Linked DNA regions of Ovis aries: region 1 is linked to region 2. A link is a contact called in public Hi-C data. All regions are on one chromosome and are shown on one strand. Each heading gives the region's core, a stretch centred on a gene start, on an enhancer-like site or on the middle of the called end of the contact. The rest is flanking DNA. Distances are from core to core; before and after follow the strand shown.

The links. A called contact is a pair of places that touch in the nucleus more often than the background predicts.
Region 1: a Hi-C map of liver shows a contact between it and region 2, with 4 times the contacts expected there. The contact joins two enhancer-like sites. A contact is called at or near these places in 5 of 16 Hi-C or Micro-C datasets (blood, hypothalamus, liver and 2 more).

The regions. Positions count from the first base shown.
Region 1 is chr12:3,317,131-3,319,830 of ARS-UI_Ramb_v3.0, reverse strand. No RefSeq gene overlaps it. Among named protein-coding and RNA genes, the nearest start is that of SLC45A3, 28 kb to the right of the region's middle. Within about 2 kb of position 1,395, at least 13 of the 54 cell types and tissues checked have an H3K27ac peak or open chromatin away from gene starts, as enhancers often do. A contact at or near this core is called in liver, where this site is marked.
Region 2 is chr12:3,276,484-3,279,183 of ARS-UI_Ramb_v3.0, reverse strand. SLC45A3 (solute carrier family 45 member 3) reads left to right here. Exons shown (of 6, transcript XM_027976217.2): 3 at 1,082-1,475; 4 at 2,332-2,700. The coding sequence starts at 1,304. Among named protein-coding and RNA genes, the nearest start is that of SLC45A3, 13 kb to the left of the region's middle. Within about 2 kb of position 1,358, at least 5 of the 54 cell types and tissues checked have an H3K27ac peak or open chromatin away from gene starts, as enhancers often do. A contact at or near this core is called in liver, where this site is marked.

The DNA.
Region 1 (2,700 bases), core at 146-2,645, 41 kb before region 2:
TAATGAAGAATAATGTTTATATGTGTAAAATAGACATTTGCATTCAATTTCAAATACCTGTAAGAATTACACTATCTTGCAGTTTACAGTTAACTATTGTTACCTCTTTGATGGAGAATATAGTACAAGATACTGTAGGTATTAGAGATTTTATCCTTTTCAACCTTTCCCCTGATTGACATTCGGGCCTTGTCATCCAAACGTAATTCACATACAAACTCACCTTGGCTTTGACATTAAGTGCTTTTTGCATGCTGTTACCCTTTAGTGACTAGCTAACTTGGCATTTATTTTTTATAGAGTTGTCTGTTTCAAGCCAAAGTTTACTTCCTAAGAATGTTGACCAGCCACTTTTCCTCCTGTCGCTGTTTTATGATTAACATCAGATTTTTGCTTGAGCACAGTGCTGAAGAAATAGTCTGGTTTACAGGACTTCAAAGGCCATCAGGGCAACAAACACCAGAGGTGTACTTTATATTTGGTGAGACACGTTTGGAACTCCCTCCCTCCCTCGACTCCTATCTGAGCATTACTCTACAGTAATTTAACGTTGCAGCTCATGTAAAAAACTGAGCATTTTTAAAAATTTATTTTTGATAGAAGGATAATCACTTAACAGTACCCTATTGGTTTCTGCCTATGAAGCATTTCTATTTACGTAGTACCCCTTTCAGTCTTCCCAACAACTGAGATTGCTCAGATGTTCCTCCAATTTTGTAGAAAATAAATTGCTTCAGGTAGAATGTGATTTAATGTGGCTAGTATGTGACAAGGCTTCGGATCAGGTCATTCTTTAAACTGTCACAGCTGTTGGTTCTAAAACCAGCTCCTTTGTACTGATGATAAACTTTTTAATATATTCCTCAGCATCACTGGAGAAGGCGATGGCACCCCACTCCAGTACTCTTGCCTGGAAAATCCCATGGATGGAGGAGCCTGATAGTCTATAGTCCATGGGATTGCTATGAGTCGGACACGACTGAGCAGCTTCACTTTCACTTTTCACTTTCATGCCTTGGAAAAGGAAATGGCAAGCCACTCCAGTGTTCTTGCCTGGAGAATCGCAGGGACAGGGGAGCCTGGTGGGCTGCCGTCGGTGGGGTCGCACAGAGTCGGACACAGCTGAAGCGACTTGGCAGCAGCATCACTAAGTAAAGGTGATACTCGAGCAGTGTTACATCAGAGATTTAATGGGAAATTTTCTTTTCAATGAAATATGAAAATTTCTCACTAAATGCTTAAATTTACTTGAAAATCCCTGTGGTCCCTAGACAGGAAGCTTCAGCTTATGTGAAACGCTTTCCTTTCTTTCATCTTTGATTGTGTTCTAGGGTAGTGACTACATAGAGAAAAATGTTATCTTGACTGCCGCTCTCACCCTTTGCCAGTAGAGGGCGGTGTCCTCCATATGCTTAGCCCACTCCTTACCTCTTTCCATACTGCCCTGGGCTCAACGCTCGCAGTATCGAGACACTACCATCTGCTTGTGTTAGCGATGTCCTGTGATCAGTGTGCCTGCTTAAGATTCTAGTGTATGCAGCAGTAACATTTTCTGATTTTCAGTGCAAAATAGGATCTCTTGATTCACGCATATCTGTCTGCTTATATTCCCTTAACAATTCCCAAAACCTTTGTGCATAATGGTCTCAAGATGAAAGTATATGTTGAGATTTCGAAAAAGCAGCTGTGAACTCTTGGCCCCGTTTGGAAACAAGTATTGTCTTTTAAAATTGCCCTCCAGCTCAAAAGCCTCATCTTTTTGCACAAGTAGCACTGATGACATGCTTGTGGACAAAATTACTGAGACTTCAAAGCAACATGGTACTGTGTGTTCCTTTACCTTGAAGGCATGCTTCTCTTTCCCTGCATTATTCTACTGGAATGGACAGGTACCCATTTGACATGTTTTGGCCGGGGCCCCACCAGGAGCAATCAGCATTGCTCATGGGTGTACCTCCTGTTTCAGTGTTAAAGTCCTGGACAAATATTGTGAAATAAATGCGTGTTGATTCTGGGGTCAGGGAATGAGAGCGCAGCCAGAGTTTACACCCTAGTAAAGAAAATAATTACTTTAAGATATGATAGCATAAGAAGAAGGCAATGGCAACCCACTCCAGTACTCTTGCCTGGAAGATCCCATGGACGGAGGAGCCTGGTAGGAAGGAGGCACACACACCCTTTTCTTAGCATGTGTAAGACCACTTCCTTGGCTGATATGTAACATGTCTAGTAGATAACACTTTGCCCACCTTGGGCAGGAACATGGATGCATAAGGCTCTCCTGATTACAAGAGATGGGGAGAAATGGATTAGGTAAGGCTCTGAAGGAGGTAGAAAGTCACCAGTACAAGGAAATCAGTGACCTAAATCTTAGGGTGACTACCAGTTTGGTAACTAGATTAGTTATGTGGTAAAAATTGATTCTCATCAATGAACTCAATGTGTACAGTGATATAATTAATAAGTTGACAATGAAACACTTGTCTTTACCCAAAAACTTTAGAGGCGGTTACATACACTGAATCCTCACTTTGTGACTATAAATTGATTGTCTAGTTTGACTTAATGAAATAAGATCCTGGTCATTTTAAAAATGCAGTTTTACCTCTAATGTAGTTTAGAAAAATGAAATAGCAAAGCGCTTTTCTAAGACACGGGATGTCTTTAGGAGTCATAGAGGGCTCAGTTGACATTCTGGGT
Region 2 (2,700 bases), core at 109-2,608:
CTGAGTCAGTGAGACTGGAGAAGGCACTCCAGGCTCCAGCCACGAGTGGCCTGAGGCTCTCTGTCCCCCGTCTACCACCACGGGATGATGACAGGTTAGGGGGCCAGGGCTCCCCTCTCTGCCTTCTCTGTGCAGCTGACTCGGCTTTCCCTCGTCTGTGGTCGCTTGTAAACAGAATGGACTGCAGGGGGTGCTGTGGTCAGGAAGCAAGACCTAGAGGCCCACTGCCCGAGGGGCTGGGGACCAGCCTGGGTGCTTCCCTGCTGGGATCTCAGAGCAGAAGGCCCAGTGGGAAGGGCTGCAGGGATTTCTGGGCCAAGAGGGGAGCCGCCCCAGGGTCACTGGCGTCATCACAGTGGCTGCCAGGTGGTGAGGCTGGGACGTGGGAGCAGCCCCCCTGTCCCCTGATAGTCGGGCAGCTCACATGGGAGTGCTTCTTCCCCGTGGCCACCGAGCATGGAGAGAAACTGAAGAGGGGTTTTCAGGCCGAGGTTCTTCCAGTGCTTTTCAAATGGTTTCAATGACAGGCTCACACCCAACCCGAGAAACCACAGCCTTTTCTCTTCCCCTTGTCCTCCTCCTTGGGGTGGTAGTTTGGTGCAGCTTGGCTTGTGGCCAGGCAATGTGAAATAGGAAGTGTGACTCTTAACAAAGGGGAATTGAACAGCCCTGCTTTGGGAAGTGGAGAGAGAAAAACAAACCGGGCCTCGCAGAGGGTCTCCAGGGGCACCTTGATGACAGTGCCTGGGGAACTGGGAATCCAGCTGGTTTCACTATTTTTCCCCCTCCCTTCAATACTAGGAAACAAGGGAAGTTGCAAAGATATTTCAAAACAGAATTACTAACATCTAGTAGTCCCTGGAGTGTACTGAGGTTTAAAAATCATATTTACCTTATTAATTAGGTCAACCTTAGGCTAATATGAACATGCACTTCCTGCCTGCACAGTAGGGGGTGGCTGCTGGGTGGCAGGGCCACGCCATCAGCCCGGGAGTGAGCCAGATTCAGAGCTCAGAGCGAATCCTAGAGCTTGGGTTCCCGGAACTTAATGCTCTGTGTCTGGCTGTCCCTGCCCTTTTAGGATCTGAGTGTTGGCATCTGCCCCTGCCGAGGCCCCCGCGATGACAGGCAGTTAGCATGGCTGAGAAACCAGACCTGTGCAGAGGGCCCGCAGGAGTGGGCTTCTGGCTGAGTCCTCGGCAGTCGGTGGCAGCCAGGAGGAGAGCCCTTGGTGTCCCCAGCAAGGCGGAGACAGAGCTCTGGAGCGCGTGAGCGGGCCGGAGCCCCACCTGCCCGGTCCAGCATGGTCCAGAGGCTGTGGGCAAGCCGCCTGCTGCGGCATCGGAAGGCCCAGCTCCTGCTGGTCAACCTGCTGACCTTCGGCCTGGAGGTGTGCCTGGCAGCGGGGATCACCTACGTGCCACCCCTGCTGCTGGAAGTGGGGGTGGAGGAGAAGTTCATGACTATGGTGCTGGGTGAGTCACCGCGTCCTCAGCCCCTCCTGCTCCAGAGACAGGCCTCCCGGGGAAGGAAGACACCAGTGTCTCTACCCAGCAGGTGCCTGCTGCCCCTGAGCCAGGGGGTCAGCGCTGCTGAGCAGAGGGCTGACCCCGCACCAAGGGGCTCTGAGAGAAAGAGGAGGACAGGGCTGTTCCCTGGTTACCTCTGTGTCCCAGGCCCCTACACACATACGGCCCCCCGAGACGCGGAGAAACTGCCCTTTGCAATTCAAACCTGTGGCCTCATCCAACTCCTGCAGTAACGCTTTGAGGTTACCCATTTCACAGAGAAGACAGTGGAGGCTAATGAGAGGTTAGGAGACTTAGCCCGGCTGTACTGCTAACTTAGCTACGGATAAATTGGGTTGGGGTTCCCCCCAACAACCAGCAAGGGCTCTTTCTGGCCCTCAGGGCAGGGGCTGGGCTCCTGACTGGAGACGAATTCTGCAAAAGCCACAGAAGGCAAATGGGCACCATCGTTTGGCAAACGGTCACTTCCTTCACTCCCAGGAAGAGGGGTCTGTTGGGATGGCAGGGTCGGGGTCAGCCTGCCTGTTGAAACCCTGCCTGCCGCCCTCCCTGGCTTCGTGCCTGTGCAACTTATCACTGACCGGCTGCTTCATGCCTCAGTTTCCTCGTCATAGCATGGGGTGTTAGTGATCCCAGCTGTGAGGAGGGTGTCGGAGTCCAGTGAAGTGGTCAGCACAGCACCAGTGTGGCGCGGGCCCTGCGTGCGGTGTCACCACGTCCCTCCTCCTCGAGGAGGTCGGTCCCCGGCCCCCGCCCCTTCCAAGCCCTGGCCTTTTGCTCACACTCCTCGCGCTTCTTGCAGGCATCGGTCCGGTGCTGGGTCTGGTCTCGGTCCCGCTGCTTGGCTCAGCCAGTGACCACTGGCGCGGGCGCTACGGCCGCCGGAGGCCCTTCATCTGGGCCCTGTCCCTGGGCGTTCTGCTGAGCCTCTTCCTCATCCCGAGGGCCAGCCGGCTGGCGGGGCTGCTGTGCCCGGACACCAGGCCGCTGGAGCTGGCGCTGCTGATCCTGGGCGTGGGGCTGCTGGCCTTCTGCGGCCAGCTGTGCTTCACGCCCCTGGAGGCCCTGCTCTCCGACCTCTTCCGGGACCCGGACCACTGTCGCCAGGCCTTCTCCGTCTACGCCTTCATGATCGGCCTCGGGGGCTGCCTGGGCTACCTCCTGCCTGCCA